Linked DNA regions of Zea mays: region 2 is linked to region 1. The links are chromatin contacts, called in public Hi-C maps. All regions are on one chromosome and are shown on one strand. The core of a region is the stretch at or near the end of the contact, and the rest is flanking DNA. Distances in the headings are between cores, read along the strand shown.

Region 1 (5,896 bases), core at 929-3,428:
ACTCCCCCTCCGCCTGCTTGAACTGCGAGGGATCCCAGGCAGCAGCAGACGAGACTCTCGTCGATCAGCTCCAGTACGTGCCACTGCGACGCACTACCTAGTACAGCATTGTTGAGCCCAAGTGTGTGGGAGTTGCGGGCACGCGCACCTGGAGGCACTTGGAGTCGATCCCCGTCGAGAAGGTCGCCGCCACGATGACGACGACGGCGATCACAAAGCTCTGCCAGCCAGATCGAGAGGGACACGGAGAGAAACGCCGGTTCGTTAGTCAGACTAGTGCACTGCACAGCAGTAGCGTACTGGACTTTTTATTTTGGCTCCTGTAGTTACCGCGATGTTCACCCAGTCTGCGCTCGTGGCGACTTCTGCCTTCCTGTTGCAGACCTCCGTGTGCGGCTCGCTGTCGTGTTTGTTTGTTTTTTATTTGGTTAGTTGCAGATCGATGCAGCCACACAGTACAGACCGACAGACAGACAGGATTTCAGATCCATCTCTCACCTTCTGATCGCCGACCAGCACAGGAACACGACGTAGATCCCCATCAGCCCAGGCGCCAGGTACCCTGCCTTCACCTGTTAATTCCGTCCACGCAAGAGGACGCGACAACCAACGAACAAGATTCGGTCAGCCCGCCGTACGTATGCGTCTCCACAAGCCCCAGCCGTGGAGAATGAACGCCACCATTTTCAGAGCACGGAGCATGTATGTATATGTACGCGTGCTGCTTGCCTTGGAGCGCGTGGAGACGAAGGTCATGAGCTGCACGAGCACCAGCGTGACGGTGATGAAGAGGATGTTGAGCCTGCAGGCCGGGCTGGGCGCGTACCACACGTACATGAGCACGACCCCCAGCAGCGACCCCACGTACGTGGCGATGGACACCGCCTGGATCAGCAAGTGGCTGCATGCATTGCATTGCATGCGCATGGACGGTGAGTCGCGTCGGCATCTGGAGCAGCAGCTGAGAGGACGATCGTGTATCGATCGAGCAGTTAGTGAGTGGCGACAGTGAAGTGAACCTACCATCTCTTCTGGGTGGTCTCTGACCGGCACCAGTCGTTGAGCCACATGATGAACCTGGTGACGCTGATGAGCTGGATCACCAGGAACGCCCTGCTTCATTCCGATGATGCGAGCTCGTTAGGATACGCATGTCTTCCATGCATCATCTCTATAATCTATGGAGCAACGAGCTAACGCATGCATGGCTAGCCAGCCTGGATATATGCTGAGCTGAAGAACACGGAAACATACCCTGCTCCGAAATGCGCCACCTTCCCTGCAAAGATTCAGAGGAACGACACGGAGGCGCATCGTCGTCGTCAGCGAGATCAAAAGGCTGTATATAGTCATATAGATCTGGATTTGCCGGGATCGAGTGTGAGTCTTAGTACTACTGACCGTAGAGCTGGACGAGCGGCGACGGCGCGAGGAAGGCGACGGCGGTGAGTGCGAGCCAGAGGACGATCTTCGCCGGCCACCAGTCGGAGTGCCACGAGTTGCGGCAGTCGTGCAGCTTCCTGGTGTGCACGGTGGACAGGAACATGACGACGAAGAAGACGAAGCAGCCGAGGCTGACCCGCAGCACGCCCTCCGCGCCCAGGCAGTGGCGGCGCGCGCCCTGGCAGACCTTGAGCCCTGCATGCGCATGCACCAAGGAACACACGCCATGCCCATCGATCATCAGCTTTGCCGGTGGCATGCAATGCAATGCGATGCGATGCGTCCCAACTCCCACGCACGGCACGGGCATGGGCAACGGGTAGGTAGGTATACAGTAAATCAATACGCACGCTGGAGCCCGGCGATCGCGGAGCTGCCGTAGTCGCGGAGGGTCCAGGCGAGGAGGTTGGTGACGAGGAAGATGAGCGCGTACAGGTAGCGCGCCACCATCGGGTTGGGCGGCCCCAGGAAGAGCCCCTCCGCGCAGGCGCAGCACCAGTCCTCCGTGACCCGCCGCCCGCGCCGCTCGTCGGAGGACGACCCGCCGCTACTGCCGGCCTCCATGTCGGCCACGGCGGCACCAGCACCAGCACCAAGCGTCATCTACCACCGCGAGCTGCCGCTCCTTCTTCCTAGCTTCTTCCTGTTTCTGCACGCATCGCATGCACCGACACGCAGAGACCAGAGAGAGGTAGTAAGCAAAACAAGCAATCAATAATTAATAAAAAAAGAGTAGATGAGTTACTACGAGTTACGACACACGCAAGCTACTAGAGGGGCGTGGTGTGCGTGCGTGCGTCCCGACCCGCCGTAGTTCGTTTCGTACGCCTGTCGTCTTTGGCTGGCGCCGGTCGAAAACGATGATGTGTTTCTTTGCGCCAAAGCATGGCTCGGCTCGCCCCCAAAGACCGGCTTTTTTCTTGCCTTGCTTTGTGGGCAAAACACCACCACCTGTTTCGGCACTGTCGATGATCCTACACTAGCTAGGCAGCCATACGTAGGTTGGTATTTGGTTGGCTAAAAAAATTGTTAGCGGAATTAGCTAGCTCACACTAGCTAGCTAGTTTACTAAAAATAGTTAATAATTGAACTATTAGCTAAAGCTATTTGGATATCTTCAACTAATTTTAGTAAGTAACTATTAGCTCAGGTATATATTCAAACACCCCAGTGTTCGTCCTAGCTATATATCTGTGCCATTTAGTTGGCACTAACAGCTAGCTATATAGTGCTGCGTGAGCCAGGTTCCAACTCCAAGAAAACGGTGCCCTTGCTGCTGGAACAGTCCGCGCTAACAATATTGCAGCGTCGATTGCGTGCTCGAATTCAGATGCTAAAAAGAACAAAAAGCATCGTCAAAAGGTTCGGCCTTGGTGCAGATAAAGCACCGGCCGGCCGGATGGAAGAAGGAAAAAAAAAAGATTAGCTATAGCTAGAATCTGATGAATTCGCGCGCGCGCGCGCCGCCCTTGCATTGACAGGGATATGTAAAGAGGTTAAAGGCATCATCTCTGAAAAAGAAAAAGAAAAAAGAAAAGAAAAGAAAAGGCAGTGCGTGACATGAACGCAATGCTGCTGCTGCCTAGAAACAATTAATTCAGCAGAGCGCGCGGCTAGCTTTGAGGTGGGACGGTTACGGTTAAAGACAGGTGGTGGAGTCAGTGCTGGTGGACTGGAGAGGTGCATGGCTTTTCTGTGGCTGTCACAGCAGAGAGCTAGCTTTGTTTGGATGGGTTTGTAGCTAAGCTAGATAGGGAGAATGGAGAGAGCAAGTTACTAAAGCGTACGTCAGGCAGGCAAAGCATCTGGATGGATGATGATCTGTAGAATGGAACAAAGCAAAAGGAGCCTGATGCTGAATTAATTCCTCTTGACGAGTACTGGTACGGTGCTGCTAGTAGCAGTCAGCGCACATATCCGATCCGGCCGCACGCTTTTCCTTTTTTTTTCGCGTTCGCTCTGGAGCATATGCATATCCTGATCTTGGAGATCGTCGTCGCCTCCTCGGCAAAAGGAACTAACGACATGGCTTACTACTCTTCCATACGTACAAAACTTCAGTCGTCGGTCTAACCAGCAGCAACTATAGGTACGTACACACGGGCGACTAACAGAAGACACGTACAACGACGTAGTGTATTATATTTCTCAAAAAATTTTATACACAGAACGAAAGACATATAATCTATCTACCAGAGAGAAATATTAATGCTAGCTAGCTATATATAGTGATGATTCAGTTCGTCTTTCCCGTGCGTAACGAAAACCAACCATATATATATGTATGCATCAAGGAGGGAGATCGAGGAACAAGATCGCACAGCGCGCAGTTACGTCTGCAGCTGGTGATCGATTCAACAGAACACACGCAACTGAACTGATGAATCGTTTTCCCAGCTAGCAGCTAAAGAGGCTGCATGATATCCGATGGATAGACCATCACGAGATCGATCAGCACCAGCACCAGCACCAGCTAGTAGCGAGCATGCATGGGAGGAACAAGCAAGGCAAAGCAAAGCAAGCAGCAGCCAAGGAAATATAATGAAGCAGGGGACGGCGACTCACCTGATGATGTGCCGCCGGCGCGGCAATGGATGGACAAGCCTCTGCCAGCTAGCTAGTCAACCAGGAGGCGCGGCCGCGCGGGCGAGCGTCCATGGCGGCCAGGCCACCGTGGTCGTCGGCTCCTCGCTGCGGAGAGCGATCGAGCGAGGCTAGGAGTGCGCGCGGTGGCGCCGGGCCGGCGGCGTCGTGTGCTGCTGCGTATGTATGACACAACGCTCACAAGGCCCTGGTGGTGCGCGCGGGCGCGGCTAGCCTAGCTAGCGGCCTATACTTGTTTGTGCGGGGCGCGGTCTCGATCTGTCCGGGATGGGCAAGCAATGCAAGGGCCGGGCATCTCTCCCCTCCCGCGTACGCGTCGTTGCTGTAGGCTGTGTGTCCGTCGAGTCGGAGCGCATCGTCCCAAACACATCCACTGGCTTGATTATTCCGTTACGTTACATGTGGCTCGATCCCGCCGTGGTGCTCCACTACTCATCGTCACGCCGCTCCTCCGCTCTCTGCCACCGCCGCTGCAGATCAAGACGGACGGACGACACGTACACGCGGCTCTGGTGGATGTGGATGCAGATACCAGAGAGAGATTTTGCAGATGCAGAGCCTTTGCTTGGGCTGCATATGGTGGGGGCATGTTAGGCCGCCAACTTGCACCGAAACGGCAAAGCCAGCACGAGGAGCTAGCTAGCGGGCGGCAGCGTCAGGAAAAAACAGCAGGACGTCCGCGTCCAGAAATATATCGATCAAACTAACCAACTATATATATATATATATATATATATATATATATATATATATATATATATATATATATATATATATATATATATATATATATATATATATATATATATATATATATAATGGCCGGCATGTCTGCTGTGGGTAGTAATCTCTACAACTATTAAGGCTCACTTGTAGACTGCCCCCGCTCGCTGGCTCCCGCGCGCGCAACCGCCTTGGCTCCCGCGCGCACAAACAACCGCCGCCCGCTCGCGTGGCTACCGCGCGCACAACCGCCGCTATTCGCGGACGCCATCAGCTCATCCCCGCGCCCGCGAACCAAATTCCGACGAAGATCTCGCGCTGCCCCCGCTCGCTGGCTCCCGCGCGCGCAACCGCCGTGGCTCCCGCGCGCACAAACAACCGCCGCCCGCTCGCGTGGCTACCGCGCGCACAACCGCCGCGATTCGCGGACGCCATCAGCTCGTCCCCGCGCCCGCGAACCAAACTCCGACGAAGATCTCGCGCTCGCCCGCCCGCCCAACGCGCGGTAGCCACGATTGCCCGCCCAACGCGCGCGGTAGCCACGCGCACGTCGCGCACGTCGCGCCCGCCAGGCCGCCCGCCGGGATTCCCCTCAAATGCCGCTCCCTACGCACGCGGGTGCCGCTCCCTACGCGCACGCCCGTCGAGCTCGGCCCCGACCTATCCGCCAACCAACGCCACGGATCCTTCATCAATTAGTTCCCCTGCTCAAACCCCTTCTCAATCCCCTGCTCAATCCCGCACCACTGCATTCCACCGCCCTGCCCTCTAAGATTCCCCGCCTCGCCACCTTCATTCCAACGTCAGTGTGCCGCTGGAGTTGCCCCAACACCGGATACGAACGACGTTTGCTACTGCTCAACCGCGCAGGCCTGGACCAACCAGTCATTCCTCATTCGCGGCGGGAAAGCAAACGACGGCTGTGCGGGTAATACATTTCTCTCCTACTACATGGTAATTTTCTTATGTGATGTCGCCTGCTGAAGCAAACAACAGAAGCCATCTTTTAAAGATAATGTATGCAGTACTTGATATTGGTCAGCCTTGCGCTGTTTTACTACTTGAGATTAGTTCACGTTTAACGAGCAACATGATTGAGCATGTCTGGTTTAGTGTGCGGGAAATG
Region 2 (5,896 bases), core at 2,116-4,615, 57 kb before region 1:
CAACATCACACCAAACAGATGAATGAAATATACAGTAAAAATATACACATTAAAATGAAACCATAGGAACTGGAATCACTAAATTTTGAGTTATAGAATTCAAGTTATGAATTTCCTAAGATTTAAGGTGATTATAATAGGATTAGATGATAAATTAATTTTCTAACTGTTTTCATGTCAAAACAGAGATACTAAATGATAGATAATATTATTACAAAATTTTAGAAATTGGAATGGTTCAATTTGGAGCTCTCATGGATTTTCTAAGAATTAATTAAGTTCTAGGAATTGTTTTGTATTAAAAATACATTTTCCCAATTCATTTAATCTGATTTACTCTTCTCTGGATGGCGCCTCAATTCCCAGAAAAGCCAGGGGGGTCTCTGCGCAAATTACCTAAGACACAGAGCACTGTTAAATGAGGACGGTGGGTTGGTTTCTGGAAAGCAGAGGGGCTCTTTAGCAAAACGATCGGCTGAAGGGGTACGCTTCATCGTGGGTCGTTTGATCACCAGCCAACGGCCCAGATTAGATAGATATTAGTTATAGTCCCGCTTTCACTTCCAACCATCGGATCTGAGATCCACGATCCACGGCGCACGATGCACCAACCCTCTCTCTTGGCCACACGATCACAGATCTACGGCTTAGATCAAGCAGGCCGAAATCGGCATCGGGGTCCATTCTGCGCCGTTGATTGGGAAATCTACGTAGCGTCTGGTTTCTTCCCTAGCCGACTACCAGGCACGGCGGCGCGCCTAGCCCTACGGTGGTGCCATGGCCGCTGCCCACGAGATCTCCACAAAGCAATCCAAACCTCGACGTGGATGGTGCAACACGATGAGAATGACTAGGCGATCGAGGCTAGGGGTTTCTTACCGGTGATTGAAGCAGCGGCGAGGCAGGCCACACGACATGGCGGATCTACGGCCGAAGCAAACTATGGTGAGCGATTCACCATTGTACAGCTGCCATCCGCACCTGAGCGATCAACGAACGGCTTCAGTGAGTCCCGCCGAGCTATTCCCCCCCAGTTTTGTGGTTTCTTTCCCCCCTTCTCCTACGGTGGCGGCTAGGGACCCCAAAACTCAATTTGAGTTCATTGTATAAGGAGAGGGAAGGAAGGGGGACCTAGTTTATGTGGACGTGGGGAGGCGGCCAGGGTGTAACGGCCTAACTACCACCCGAAGACGCAGACCCAGCCGGGATTCTCGGCAACTCCACCAGTGGAGTCCACACGACATCACGGTCCCAGCAGTAACAACCTTCCATGGAAGACGCTCCAGTGGAAGCGGGTCCACCATTTAGCTGCCGGGTGAGCTTGGTTCGACCCCGCGCCGGGCTCGAGACGGCGCGGATATGCTCCAGGAAGTAAATAGGGGCGTGGATGGTGGCCGAGGTGGGGTTGATGAGCTAGCCGGCTCCGAGGAAATCGCTGCGGACGTTGCGCGCAAGCGATGGTAGGGGAGAACTGGTCGCCGCGGATGACAGAGAGGTCCCACCCGCCAGCCACACAGAAGCAGAAAAGGGGAGAGGAGAGGGAGGCTTACAACCGGGTCCCGCACGGAAGTGGATGAGTGGCAACGTGGGCGCGAGTGAGCGGCAGACGAGTGGGCCCGCCCTGTCGGCGCGCGTGGGATGACCAGCAGGGCCGCGCGATTGAGGATTTGCACACTGGGCCGAAAATGACGCAGTCGGCCCATGTAGCCCTTTTTCCCTTTTTCTTTTTATTTTTTTCTGTTTTCTTTCTCTTTTCTCTTATTTTTGAATCTAAGTTTGAATTTCAAATTGGTGACGAACTTGTACTCAAATTTTCTGAGTATATGATTTGGATAAATCATTGTGGAATAAATTTATCTATTTATAAGTTTTATTTTTTGTATTGCATAGTATTTTTCTTTCTTTCTTTCCAAATTTTAGAATTTCTTTTAGGATTTAATTTCCCATTTGGATATTTAACATTTTTCACATTATTATATGTTATCACAAAATGCACACAGAATAAAATCGAGCATGATGCATAATTTGGTAGTATATGTTTTTATTAATTGTTTTTGGGCATGATGTTCACATAAGATGATGCATAAAGATCAAACTCACATAAAGAGAAATTGTTCCTCTACTGGTATTATTCCTAGCAATTACAAAGTGGGTGTTACACAATGGTAACTTGAGCAAGTTTTGCCGCCGCACTTTATTTATGATGCTTTGAAGCAGATCTGCCGCGAGAACAAAAAGAAGAGGCGAGAGGGGATCACCCTGCCTGACCCCACGCTTGCAGTGAAAAGTTTTCCCAGGTACACCATTAAGAAGAACTGAAGACGTGCCAGACCGAAGAATGTCCCTAATCCAGTTTATCCATCTGGGGCCGAAGCCATTGTGCAGCAATACCTGAAGAATGAACTCATGCTCTAGAGAATCAAACGCCTTTTCAAAGTCCAATTTGAGCACAATAATCTCTTTTTTTGAAATATGGCAAAGATGAATATATTCGAAAGCCCAGGCCAGGCAGTCTTGAATGTTTCTTCCTTTGATGAAGCCATATTGATTTTTGTGGACAAGGGAAGTCATCACTGTCTGTAACCGGTTAGCCAGCAGCTTAGTAATGATTTTCATACTATTATTCAGAAGAGAGATTGGTCTGAAATCGCCCACTACTCTGGCATTATCCTTCTTCGGAATCAGGACAATATAAGAGCCATTAATGCTTCGAAGGCAAACATCTCCATGGTAAAATTGATCACATAAGTCATAGAAGTCTTGTGAAATAATCGGCCAACATTTTTTGATAAAGTTAGTATTAAACCCATCAGGTCGCGGGGAGGCGCTTACTACATAGATACATTGTATTGGATTAGTTGTTCTTTGTCACATTTTTCACCGTCTCTCCTCGCGCAACAAAGAGAGAAGATTTTGCCCCATGCGTTGCGTTGCATTGGATGGAGTCTGAAGATGCATATCACTAGGATTATAACGTAGGTGAGCCCTAACACAGTTGGTAAATGCCTTCAAAATACGATACTGCGATACCCAGAGATCTACTAGTCGTTTTGATTCGATCCCAACAAATTAAATTAAGTAATACCAATCGATGTCGCGGCCATGCTCTAGAAGGCAGGCGAGCGCGCACAGGGACAACCGGACAAGGAAAAGAACTCCGAACTCCCGCTGCGGGCTGCGGCGGCTGGCCTACCTAGCTAGTCCGCTAGTATAGTTAGCAACAAAACAACAGGGCCGCCGCCCGCCGCCCCGTCCCAATCGTCGGCGAAGGCGACGGAATCCGCCCGACCTCATACATCTCCGTGAGTTGCATATAGATGCTGCTCCGAATATACTATACTACATTGCCGCACGTGTGGCTCCTAGCTAGCTAGCCTAGCCTGCAGACAGCATATGATTGGATCGGGGCAGCCAGGCAGGCCGGCGGACTCGACGGCGGCAAGGGACGTCGTCGCCGTCGCCGTCGTCCGTGACGTGCGCCGTGACGAACACGAACCGCCGAGGCGGTCTAGCTGTTTGGATAATAATTAATAATAATACGTCTCGGCAACGGCACTGCAGATGCCGACCGGCCGGGCAGGGCACGGTGTGTGATTTTTACACTATATCTCATCATCCGATGGTCGCGCTGCGCATGCGTCGTCCTCGTCCAGAATTGTATGTTCTGATTGATGATGACGGAGGGACTGCATGCCATCTCTGCATGATTGGGGCTCCATCGGGATGAACGGATCTCGGTCCCGCGTACGGATTAGGACGGACGAGTCTTTCACTTCCCCTCCGTGGCACCGTGTCCAGCTTATCTATAGTCATCCAAAACAATGTTCTATTTACATTATAAACTGTTCTTGTAAAATTTAAAATATAATATGAGAAATATAATAGATAAGCTGTTGAAGATAGTATAATGGCTAACAATATAAGCTTTAGAGGTTCGCACAAGGGTTGGAGACCCATGCACGTAATCGAATTCCTTTTTAAGTGCGCACGCTAAGATGTCTAAATGGGTCGGCCGGCCCGTCACGATCTGAACCCGTTGAAACACGACCCGTTTAAGCACGACACGATTAGACCTGAATAATTATCTGCACCGGGTCCGGCTACCCAACGAGCTCAATTATCTGAACGAGCTCGGCACGGGATGGGCCCAACCATATCGGGCCGACCCGTTAAGCTCGGCCCGAAAATAAACATCGTGACGGCCTAAGCCCGCTAGCGTATAAACTAAGCTTAAAATTAAATCACCATAAAAAATTGAACATATTTACAAATCATAATTGAAAAATATAACTAAATATAATAACATATATTACAAATAATACACATATCACATGTCACAAATAAATGATATAGCTATTTTTGCAACATTGCCTTATTAAACGGGTCGAATCCGAGCCCGTTTAGAAATGGGCCTTGCGCGGGCTAGCCCACCGGCCCAAAACATTGAACGAGCCTGGCACGGACGGGCCCTAGCCCGCATAGAGCCGAATCGGAACGGGCTCAGATCAAGCCCAAATAACGGGCTTCGTGCCAGGTTCGTGGGGCGCGGGCTTGATGGCCACCTATAGCGCACGCACAATAGTTAATAATCCCTCTGTCTCAAAATATAAGTCATTTCAAGATTTTTGGAGAGTCAAAGTTTTTAAAGTTTGACCAGAAGTATGGCAAGAATCATAAAAGATTTATGACACGAAATAGATATAGTATGAAAATATATTTAATGAGAAATCTAATGGTATACATTTGATATCATAAATGTTATGACTTCATTGTATAAATTTGGTCAAACTTGAAAACACTTTGACTCTCCAAGAATTTTGGAATGACTTATATTTTGGAACGGAGGAATAATGTTTTAGTCAATTTTAGTCGATAAAATCAGACATAGTATTTTAGGGACTTAAGTTTAGTCCCTAAAATTCAGAAAGGTGACTAAAGAAACCAAACAAATCATAAATGAGTCATGTGTGTGCACAGGGCCGTCTCCTATTTTCTTGGGCCGGTGCAAAAATATAAAAATAGGTCTTATGACCTATACTATATAGAAATAAAAACAATCTAAAATGAGTTCTTTCAAATTTGATTTATTATATATCATTGTTCTCTTATATTATCTATTTTAAAGCAAGGTTCTTTAGTTTAATTTGCAAAACATCAAACAATTTTTATCCCTGTGCCATCGGCCCAGTTGTGCTAGGCACTAGACGGGCCTGTATGTGCAGTAAAAAAATACTAGTGCATGCACCTACATGCAATTGTTTGTGTTGAGAAACATGTAGCCCAAGAAGGCCTAGGTGACACATACACCGAAAAGCTTATTTGTTGTCTACGACCCAGTTTAGCACAGCTGATGTTGAAAACGCAGCTTATCTGATTAGCCGGTGAAAACCAGTTTCTGCTTATTGTCTGCTTTTAGTTCACCTTAGAAACAGCTAATGCAGAAGCTCCCTGTTTGACACAGTTTCTGCTTAAATATGTGAAGAAGCTGAAAATAAGCTGTGCCAAACAAGTTCTACAAATAAGGGGAGATATTCCATGATGGAACACCTATCTTTTGTCTATAGAGCATTGGAAAAAAGTTAAGAACTCTCTCAAATATTTGCAGGGAACAAATGGCCTCATGCTTACACACAGAAGTTGTAGTTTCTTTGAGATAGTTTAGTATTCATTTGTTAACTGGGCAGGTTGTGTTGATACATTAAATTCCACTTCTAGATATATCTACATACTTCTTGGAGGGGTGTTTCTTGGAATAATTGCAAATATACGATTATTGTATCGTCGACAATGCACGTCGAGTTTATGGCAATGTATAAGCTAATTGGGCAGGTGGTATGGGTATATCACCAAAGAAATATGTACCTGGTTTTAGTATGTGGATAGCATAGAAAGATCA

Evidence for each region. Hi-C and Micro-C count contacts between places; a contact is called where the count stands out from the background.
Region 2: a contact with region 1 is called in a Hi-C map of leaf, with 4 times the contacts expected there. The contact joins the enhancer-like site here to the promoter of LOC100192587 in region 1. A contact is called at or near these places in 5 of 25 Hi-C or Micro-C datasets (ear, endosperm, leaf and 1 more).

What each region holds. Positions count from the first base shown.
Region 1 is chr3:9,469,217-9,475,112 of Zm-B73-REFERENCE-NAM-5.0, reverse strand. LOC100192587 reads right to left here and starts at 2,178. Exons shown (of 10, transcript NM_001367078.1): 1 at 1,794-2,178; 2 at 1,402-1,638; 3 at 1,255-1,279; 4 at 1,024-1,113; 5 at 730-901; 6 at 499-572; 7 at 331-400; 8 at 149-220; 9 at 1-22. The coding sequence starts at 2,046.
Region 2 is chr3:9,527,475-9,533,370 of Zm-B73-REFERENCE-NAM-5.0, reverse strand. No RefSeq gene overlaps it. Among protein-coding and RNA genes, the nearest start is that of LOC103649667, 14 kb to the left of the region's middle. Within about 2 kb of position 3,365, at least 14 of the 20 cell types and tissues checked have an H3K27ac peak or open chromatin away from gene starts, as enhancers often do. A contact at or near this core is called in ear and leaf, where this site is marked.